Regions from separate parts of the Mus musculus genome. Here all the other regions are linked to region 3. A link is a contact called in public HiChIP or PLAC-seq data. All regions are on one chromosome and are shown on one strand. Each heading gives the region's core, a stretch centred on a gene start, on an enhancer-like site or on the middle of the called end of the contact. The rest is flanking DNA. Distances are from core to core; before and after follow the strand shown.

Region 1 (3,187 bases), core at 111-2,610, 200 kb before region 3:
ACAGTCATCCTTCTCTGATAAAATACAATCAAACAGACTTTAAATAGTTTCATCTATAACCACAGTCAGGCAGTATTTCTTTGGATGTAATTCTGGTGGCCCCAGTCAGACGTCAAACATGGCTGAAATTACATTCCTTTCAGCAATCATTTGGGTTAGGTTATTTTTTTTTCAGAGAGAGAGCCTTGCATTTAATTTTAAAAATTTGTATTTGTGTGTATGCATATGAAATTACACATGTGTGTAGGTACCTACAGTGGGTACTTCATCCGCTTGAACTGGAGATATGGGTGGCCATCAGTAAACATGTGGGTCCTGGGATCCAAACTCAAGTTCTCTGCAAGAGAACTTGAAAGTGCCCCTGACCATTGAACTATCCCTCCCTCCTGTAGCCTTTGTATTTTATTTGGCAACCTTTACTCATTCGTGGAGGGAACCTCATTTCTGTTTCCTGAGGAGCTGGGGTCTTCTTCCTTTACTGACTCCCCACGTCCAGTCCCCCCCCCCCTTCCTCAGCTTTTCTTTATCTCAGATCTTTATCTGAAGATGATGAAAAGTTCACAGATGACTCCAGGATATTTTTAGCCAATCCTATTCGCCTTACTGCCCTTCCAAGGATTGATAGACGGTGAAGGTCAAGGGAAGGGAAGGCCTTCTGGGAAACTCTCCCTGCACAGATGGGTAGTGTGGACAGCTGGCAAGACTTTTTACTCCACTGTTTGGGTTTGTAAGTGACTATCCATAGCATAGCCATACTTAAGACATACACTAAATAGCCTGGGTGTGACTGGCTACACCAGTGAGCTTGCTCAGTTCTTTGTCACTTGTAGATTAAACAGGGGCATGCGCTCGCCTGGCATAAATTCTACCCTCCTCTGCGAATTTTGAGCTTCTATTTTATACCCACTCTGTGTTCTGTGTCGGAATCTACAGCATATCACTTGCCATTGTCAGATAATGCTAAGAATACTTTTATGTGTGAAATAGAGTGTGCCTTGACAGCTTCAGAGCACTTTCCGGGGGAGAATCTCACTCAGTTCCTCTACGAATCTTGTGGAGTCTCAGATATGACAACTCTTGCTTTCAGTGAGAAGGCAGGACACTGGGCCTCTGACGGACATTCGCTCGACCATGCAGTAGAGAAGCTGTAGCCGTGAGGTGGGAGCAGATCTTCCCCTCCCTCTGAGTGGACCTCGTGCTGCTGAGAGGGTCATGGGATGCTTTCATCACAGTTTAGCGTCAGTCACCCCTGCCAAACTCCTGGGTGCCACTTGTCACTGAGAGGTTATTTCTTCCCAACCTCATCCCGTCTCCCTCTCAGCATAGCTCAACCACATGACTCAGATCCCTCCCCCTGGACTTTGAGACAGGGCAAGCTGAGATGTGGGTCTGACTGGGGCTGCATGTGTGCTCAGGGGGAGGGGCTAATGAAAGCAAAACTTCCCTTTCACTTCCCAGTTCCTGGATTTTTTTCTCCCTGTGAGGCATGTCCACAGTCTCTGATGGTCCCATAGCTCACTCACTTTCAGTCATAGTTCCATGAGCTCAAATGACAGGTATTTCTTTCATTTGCCCCTAAAATATCTTCATTCTGTATAAATACTCTCAGAAGAAAAGAACTAGAACATATTATTCAAACTATTCATCATTCATTCAGTGGAATAATCAAGTCAATTCACTCATTCATTCATTCATTCATTCATTCATTCATTCATTTCGAGACAGAGTCTCACTACATAGCCCTGGTAGGCCTGGAAATCACCATGTAGACCTGGCTGGTCTCAAACTCACAGAGATCTGCCAGCCTCTGAGATAAATGGGCAATGTTCAGTGACTATTATCCTAGTGATGGGTCAGGCCCAGACTATAATCCTAGCTCTTAAAAGGCTGAGGCAGGAATTCCCTAATTGAAGGCCAACCTGGTCTATAGGATTGACACACACACAAACATACAGATTTAAAAAGAAAACAGTAAAATCACACACACACACACACACACACACACACACACACACCTTCTAACCAAGTCTCTGTTCATATGTCACCTTCCTAAGAAGGCACACCCTGGCCACCCTTGTTGAAATTATGTGCGCTCCCTCACCACCACAGCATTCCTGATGTCTCCTCCTCCACTACCTGGTGTATATTTCTGATGCCATTTCCTCGTGCACTCTCTGTTGTCCACTGCCTGCTGTCTTTGCTGTCAGGTCAGAGATTATCTGTGTGGATCACCAGACACCTGTGGCAGTCACCGCAGTAGGTATCCAGCAGGTACCTGTGGAATTAGTGTTGTCTGAAAGCGCCCAGATAAACACACAGTTTCATTTGGGCCTGAATTATACACAGAACAGCGAGGGAATCGTTCTTGTCACACAAAAGGCAAATCACATCCTCGAGTCTTTAAATTGTTCACAGCTAACGCTGTGTTTTACTGATTTTAATCAATGGAAACTCCCATAGTGGAGCCGCGAGCTCACTGTGTGCTCCTGGGGGGAGGGGGTTGTCATTGTTACATGTTTTGAGCTACAAAAGGCTTTCAGAACACTGAAAACTTGGTTAAAAAACAAAGACAGAGTAAAAACAAAAAACAAAAAACAACAAAACCTCTCCGTGGGTTTAATTAATGGTTACTTGCTAAGAATATTTGTTTCCAGGTGGAAGAGAAGGCTCGGCAGTTAAGAGCACTTGCTGTTCGTGTGGAGGACCACATTCACGTCCGAGCACCTTCGCGACAGCTTACAATTGCTCATGATTCCTTCTAGCTCTGGTGATCCCACACCCTCTTCTGGCCTCTTTGGGCATTGCACCCATTTGCACATATATACATACATGCACATACACATAATTGAAAATAAATATTTATTTTAAAACGATATTTATCTCTTCTGAGGCCCCATTTTCCCCTCCATCTTAGTGTTAACTATAGTAAGAATCTAACAATCCAAATAAGCCCACATAAAAGACACACAATCCAGATATTTTATTTAAAAACTATATGCCTAGATTGGCAGATCTAAGACTGTACTAACTTATTGCCCAGTTATAATGTCCCTTGTTACTTGCTGTTTCTCCTGGCCACACAGTTCTGGTTCATGGTGACTTCCTTCTCTCCCCCCACCGCCACCTGTAACCCTCTTTCTCAAACCTCCATTCCCATCTTTCTCTCCCAGTCACAGGCTATTTACCA
Region 2 (3,608 bases), core at 865-3,364, 140 kb before region 3:
GAGTTTTGGAAAGGTTCTCATTCTCTCTTACTATAGTCTCCAAGAGGATAGAAGCTTGGCTTTTTTTTTTTACTTCTGAGTTATATGTTAGGTTTAGCTGTCTATGGGGCTGGGGAAGTGAGAGAGTAGATAAAGCACTTTCCATGCAAGTGAAGGCTGGGATTCCTTCCCAAGTGCTGACGTAGAAGCCTGGCAGGTATGAAGGCCACCCGTGATCCCAGCTCTCAGGAGGTGGAGAAGGGATGCCCAGAGCAAGCTGTCTACCTTCCATAGCTGGAACTGGGAAACTGATGAGCAGGGCTTAGTAAGAAATACTGCTGCAGTAAACGAAGTGGAGAGCAGTGGAGGAAAGCACTTGACATTGGCTTTGGTTCTCCACACATTCCCTCATGAACACTGACGTGAAATCTCTCCATAAAATACTTGCAAACCGAAAATGTCGTCAGCCATGATCAAGTAGGCTTCATCGCAAAGATGCAGGGGTGGTTCAATGTATGGAAATACATCAACAAAGTCCACCATATAAATAAACTGAAAGAAACACACACACACACACACACACACACCTGTACAAAACCAGAACTAACGGAGATACCCCCATCCCTGATCTCAAGCTATCCGAGAGAGCTATAGTAGTAAAACCCACATGGTATTAGCATAAGAACAGGTTGATCAGTAGTAGAGAATGGAAGACCCAGAAGTAAACCCACTCACCAGTGGACAATTTTATTAGTTGATTCCATACAGAATTTTAGGCCATTTTGAAAAGTTCTAAGGAAAGCCTTTGTGAAATGTACCTGCCATTTTCCACCTCACAAACACCCAAGTCTTTCCTATTGCCCACTGGGGGATTTATCTACTAATGACCCCCTAAAGGCCTTAAACCCAAAGCAGCCCAATCCTAGTGTGTCCCTGAATCAATATTGCCTAGTGTGTTCATTTCTCCCATGTTTGCTTCTTTTTTTTTTCTTTGATAAAACTAGTGGTCATAGCCTTGCCATTCAATGCACTTTATATACATCTTTAAGAATAACATTTATTATTTATTTATTTATTCATTCATTTATGCTTCATTCATTTATGCTTATGCATTTGTACATATGTGTGCACATGCCAAAACACACATGTGAAAGCCAGAAGACAGCATGTGCGTTCTGGGAATCAAACTCATGTCACAAGTGTTAGCAGCAAGCTCCCTTAGCCACCCACACATTGTTATCACCTACCCATGCAGAATTTCCAGCACTGACTTTATTGGGGGAGACAGGTTGAACGGGCTCTGTGTCCTGCGGAAGCCCACACAGCTTAGTGAGTGGATGCCAGGCTCTGCCCTGTCCTTCTGATTCAGCAGCTCATGTCCCTTCGTACCACAGTCATCACATTGACATCTGTCAGCTATTTCAAGCATGGATGTACTTCTGAATTATCTCAGAAGTATTCCAAGTATTTAGCACTTTCGTTTATCTCTTGAATTCAATGAAAGCAACCACTCATACATAAAACTATAAATGCAGATTGCCAGCTCCTGAAAATTCCTTATTATTCAGCCTGCTGACACGCCTGTCTTGGATCACGAGCTAACTGTCAAGATGTAATTTGTCAGCACAGAACGAGCTTTCCATGATAAAAAGAACACACTAATCATTTCTTTAAAAGAGAGAGGCGGAGGGAAGGGAAGAGAGAGAGAGACAGAGAGAGAGAGAGAGAGGGAGAGAGAGAGAGAGAGAGAGAGAGAGAGAGAGAGAGAGAGAGAGAGAGAGAGAGAGAGAAGGAGAGTTTTCCTTTGCACAGACAACTCTAGAGGTTGTCATGGAAACCAGAAAACATTTGCAAAACAAAGTCCAGATATGTAGGACACAAGGTGGAGTACGCTTTTCTTTGGTATTCAGCCTTTTACAGAAAAGTTGTTAAAGCCATTTCTTTATTCAGAAGTATTAAGTTCTGCAATCCTACCACTATTTTGAATAATACTTGATTATGTCCCGTAGGTAATTTTTTTCCCAAGTGAGTGTGAATGTTGCACGTACTGAACCACGAGTTACCACACCCCGAGGACCCACTCATAGCTGGTGTGACTTGATACCTCCTGACTCTCCTTGTTGAGCTGTTCCCGTCAACTAGTCCAGTGTATTTGGAGAAGGCATGCTGTATGTTCTCGTCAGACCACCTCCGCCCCTGCTAAGTCTATTGGTGTTTTCCTGGACGGGCCCCACCCCTGTTCTCCAGCACCCTCTGCTCACACAAGGCAGAGGGTCACTCTGGACCACAGCATCCCGCAGCACTTACAAGCTGCAGTCTGAGGCTTAGTGGACTTGAAATAGCTTCACTGAGGTGGGCAGGAGTTTGCACCTGGTGGCTAAAAAGAGTCAGAAGAGTTATGTGAGCAGGCCTATGCTGGCTCTGCCCGTCATACCCCAGCATTCCCAAGGTCTGCCAGCTGGAGGGAAAACAAGAAAAGCCTGTTGCAATTTGTGTTTTCCATGTTTTATAATTTTTTAAATTCTTTTTTTTTTATTTGCACAGAACATTTTTATTTACTTTGGGTGTATGTGTGTAGGTGTGGTATGTTGTCTGTGGAAGTCAGAGGACAACTAACAAAGATTATTTCTCTCCTTCCATTGTGTGGGTCCCGGAGACTCAACTCTCCTCCTTGAGCTTGGTGGCAAGCTCCTTTTCTCTTTGAGCTATCATATCTACCCAATCCTTGCTGTCACTAAGCTCTGAACATCCTTCAACCTTGGTACTTTCTTCCGTTTTTCTCTTGGAGTATTCTGGTATGTCTGGCTGACATGCTGACACCATATCTTGTTTACAGAGCCCATATCCATGGAAACTAGAAACACAGCCTGCTCTATAGTAGTCAGTCAGTTTTAAACAATTGAACTAGTAAGATGGCTCAGTGGTTAAGAGCACTGCCCGCTCTTCCAGAGGTCCTGAGTTCAATTTCCAGCACCCAAATGGTGACCCACGGCCATGTTATACAGAGAGACTTTGTCTCTGGAAAACAAACACAGAAACAAAAATCAAACAAAAAATTATTAAAGGAATCAGTACTGATGAAATAACAGTCATATATTAAGCAAAAACATTCTTATTTTATATATGTCTTTTAGTTCTTTTTTTGTTCTTGTATTTGCAAATCAATCTTTATTTCATGTGTTTTGTATGTTGTACCTTATTCTGAGATGAGTATTGCTATAACTAGGCAATGTTTTATTGTTTTGTATTGTTGGTCTTTGGGGCTGGAAGGACAGTTCAATGATTAAGAGAACTTGCTGAACTTTAAGAGGAGCCCAGTTCAGATTTCAGTGTTCATGTCAGGCGTCTCAGAACTGTCTCTAACTCCAACTGCAGTAAACCCAGTACCTTCTTATGGGCTCCAAAGATATCTACATTAATTTGCATAGACAAGCCTATACACATACATACACACACACACACACACACAGAGAGAGAAAGAGAGAGAGAGAGAGAGAGAGAGAGAGAGAGAGAGAGAGAGAGAGAGAGAGAGAGAGACAGAAACAGACAGGCGGGCAGAAGTTTTAAGAATAAATGTTTTAAAATAAATAAATTTGATCTCCAGTTAACAGGTTGTCTCCATTTAAGCC
Region 3 (3,225 bases), core at 497-2,996:
AGCATATAGCCCAGGATGGTCTTGAGCTTCTTATATAAGTGAAGATAACCTCGAATTCTTGATCTTCTGACCTCCACCGCCCAGGTATTAGGATTACGGTACGGATGTGGGACACCACACATGGCTTATCCAGGGCTGGGGACCAAGCACGGGGTTTCCCAACCCCTGTGAAGAGTGGAATAATGAACAGACACTGTGTCTACCCTTCCACCCAGGATGCGGTAGACACATGCGGTAGATGTGGAACCTCTCTCTCCCCATACAGATACCTCACCATCCTGAAGGATGCTTTCACCTCCCAACAGTCCACTCTCAGAGCAGTTACCATGTCCTGCTTCTCTCTCAGTAGTACAGCAAGCTGCAGTACAATCATTCGTTCATCTTTCTTTCTCCGTGGCTGGACTCTGAGCACTTGAAACACAGCCATCAAAGCTTCAATCTACCCGTCCAATCTCACATCTATGTTGTGTGCCTAGCCCTGTGCCAACGATAAATAAACACCTCTGGAGGGAGGGAATACATAAATGTCTGTACATGGTGAGCTCTCAAGTGCAGAGGCTGCTCTCCGTGCCCTTTCTTATGTGTACAATGCCTGTTTAAAGGCAAGGGCTGCTCACAGGAGGAAGAGCTCATTTCCTAAACTCAAAGAGAGAGAGCAAAGCAGAAATGAACTGAGTAACGTTGTTCTTTACTTTGAAGGATGACTACAAATTGAGTGTATCTGTATAATCTGAAAAGAGATAGATGTAGTCTGTGCACAAGGGCAGGGGCAGCCAGGAGGAAGGCTTAGATGGAAACGAGGCTCACGGGCATCAGCTGCTCAACAGCATCCACCCCTCAGGCATCTGCATGGGCCTCTGGTTGCACACTCCATGCAGCAGCCTTCCGAAGTCTCTGCAGAATCCAGAGCCTGCTTCCCCTTCAGATAAGCCACTGAGGTCAGCGACCCTGTTCTCTTTACGACTTGGAAAGCTACTTGCCAGGTTTTGACTGTTTGCACCAATGTCCACCTAGCCTTGGTCACCACAGTCAAACCACCCAAATTCCAGAGTGCATTCTCCTCCAGCACATAGTAGGAGCAGCATCACCATCATCCTGGTGGTGAGAACGGGCGTGTTCTTATCTTCTCAATTATCTGGTCTTTGAAAATCAGCGGCTCATAGTCACCATGTTACACTGATGGCTCCAAGTTTCATATCAGAACCTTCTAAATTCTCTAAGGACATGCTCTCCATGTCCTTCCTGTTCCCACAATCTCTCCCATCAACAATGGGAGCCTGTCTAGCTGATTCCAAGTCCTCTCCCAGACTTACTTCCCTAAGAGTGTGCACTGTTCTCATAACAAATAAGGCAGGAGCTGCAGAAGAAGTGGACAGGCCATAGAGTTTCTCCTTCTGTCCCAGTCCTGATAGAATCTGAGGAGTGAAAGCCTCCTCTGAGGGTGGCAGCCTTAAGGTCCCACCGAAAGACCCAGTGTGTTCTCTGTGGAGCTAACTGTACAGCACAAAGCATATTGTGTTACAATTGGGCATAGCCTGGGGACAGAGGAGACCTAGGACATGCCTACCTTGGCTCTCTTTCTTTGGCTTCTCTAGGAAGATGCACACCCTGTGACATGGCCTCAGTGAGCCTCAAGTACATTCAGGAGTGTGGGGGACAGACAGAGGCAGAAATGAGCCCTGACCAAAGAGGGTGGGGTGCCATGTACATCACCTCAGTGCCATTCAGACATTCCTTGTGGTGCTATTTTTACCACAGTAGTCATGAAATTGGTGTCAGATGAGCTGGGCCAGTTCCTCGATCTGAGAATGGGAGATAGCAGGGTTCTTTCCAGGGAAATGAGCTGGGGGTGCATGAAGGCCGTTAAGAACATGTTCCCCAAAGCCTTGGGCTGTGTTCCTCCAACAGTCAGAATGGGCTCATCGCCCGCATGAACTTAAACTAACAGACAAAGGTTGAGTATCTTCTGAATGCAAACCTTGAGCAAAACACTTGCGAGTCCGATAAAATGACAATCTGTGGCCCTGGAGGAATCTGCGTTTCCCTGGAAAGGAGTGTCATGCCCAGAGACAGTGTCTGCTGGACTGACTGTCCCAGACACAAGCCCGGGGAGGGACGATGTGTTCTATGTGGCTAGGACTGACTTTTTCAAAGATCAGCAGAGGTATTGGATAGTAGAAGAGAAGAAGTCTCTGGCAGGATGTGGTAAGGAGGAAAATGGCAGACTTTTTTTTTTTAAACACAGGAGTTCTGGTCTAGCACATACCAAGTCCTGAGTTCCTTTCTCAGCACAGCCTAAAGCAACTGTGGTGGAACACAAAGCCCAGTGCTTGGGAGGATAAAGGCAGGAGGGTCTGGAGTTCATGGTCATCCTAGAAGGATGGAAGTCAGCCTGAGCTACAAGAGATCCTCTCTCAAAAGACAAAAGTCTGTACATTTATCCAAAACTTAGCTGCGACCTAGGTTCTCCAGAGGACCCGCGTACACACCTGAAATGAGCATTCCCTCTGGAGGCTCCTTAGTCGAGAAGCTGGGGCAAGAAGCTACCCTTTTCCTCTAAAGGACCTACTTTCTGAGGCTGGGCTCCAGAATTTGTCCTGAGAGCAGAGCCAAGCCATGAGGGTTGGCCTACAAGTGGCAGTGGCAAATTAGGGTGTGAAAATTGGACATAAACTGGGGACCTCCCACAATGGGCTTTGGAATGGAGTGTATAACTAACTCCTGGTTAAGGACCAAGACCTTCCTCACCGGCCACAGGACGTAAGTCTGAATTACATAAGGTTAAATAGAAGCTAGACGCTAAAGCAGAACTTTGTGGATTCTGTAGCTTCCAATCTGGGTTCTAATTTATGCTACTAAATGTCTGGAAATTCAGAGAGAAGTTTAACAACCTAAAATGGGGCATAAAGGGGGAAACAGGAAGAACTGTGCCACCAGGAAGTAGATTCACAGATGTGCTCAGCATCAGGGGGAGGGGTGGTGCTTGGAGGCCTGTTTCTCATTTCCTCTAACCAGGCATTCCAAGCCCTATCCCTGTCCCCCTGTCCCCGTGGATTCACAGGCACAGCCTCTGGTCAGGCACCACCTGTCTGTCATCACCTCTCTGCTACAGGCTTGAGGGAGCCCCGGAGTCAGCTCTGTGGTCTGAATAAAGTGGCAATAAGCTTAATGGCGTCCCAAAATGATGTGACTGAAGCCATCCCCCCTGTGTCTCTAAATAGGGAT

The links. HiChIP or PLAC-seq counts read pairs in DNA pulled down with a chosen protein or histone mark.
Region 1: a contact with region 3 is called in an H3K27ac HiChIP or PLAC-seq map of heart atrium, with 9 read pairs. The contact joins two enhancer-like sites. A contact is called at or near these places in 3 of 39 promoter capture datasets (the 3T3-L1 cell line and 3T3-L1-derived adipocytes), 1 of 15 datasets of contacts at CTCF or cohesin (the NIH/3T3 cell line), 3 of 115 datasets of contacts at active chromatin or transcription factors (forebrain, heart atrium and stem cell-derived neural progenitor cells) and 1 of 9 other capture datasets (pancreatic islet).
Region 2: an H3K27ac HiChIP or PLAC-seq map of heart atrium shows a contact between it and region 3, with 10 read pairs. The contact joins two enhancer-like sites. A contact is called at or near these places in 1 of 484 Hi-C or Micro-C datasets (the HL-1 cell line), 1 of 115 datasets of contacts at active chromatin or transcription factors (heart atrium) and 1 of 9 other capture datasets (embryonic tail).

Annotation. Positions count from the first base shown.
Region 1 is chr17:49,626,306-49,629,492 of GRCm38.p6, forward strand. The region is part of intron 3 of Kif6 (kinesin family member 6); the gene reads left to right. Among named protein-coding and RNA genes, the nearest start is that of Kif6, 13 kb to the left of the region's middle. Within about 2 kb of position 1,361, at least 17 of the 459 cell types and tissues checked have an H3K27ac peak or open chromatin away from gene starts, as enhancers often do. A contact at or near this core is called in heart atrium, where this site is marked.
Region 2 is chr17:49,689,482-49,693,089 of GRCm38.p6, forward strand. All of the region lies in intron 6 of Kif6 (kinesin family member 6), which reads left to right. Among named protein-coding and RNA genes, the nearest start is that of Kif6, 76 kb to the left of the region's middle. RefSeq lists an enhancer at 1,300-2,467. Within about 2 kb of position 2,115, at least 57 of the 459 cell types and tissues checked have an H3K27ac peak or open chromatin away from gene starts, as enhancers often do. A contact at or near this core is called in heart atrium, where this site is marked.
Region 3 is chr17:49,828,920-49,832,144 of GRCm38.p6, forward strand. It overlaps Kif6 (kinesin family member 6), which reads left to right. Exons shown (of 23, transcript NM_177052.3): 14 at 3,222-3,225. Among named protein-coding and RNA genes, the nearest start is that of Gm16555, 8.7 kb to the left of the region's middle. Within about 2 kb of position 1,747, at least 13 of the 459 cell types and tissues checked have an H3K27ac peak or open chromatin away from gene starts, as enhancers often do. A contact at or near this core is called in heart atrium, where this site is marked.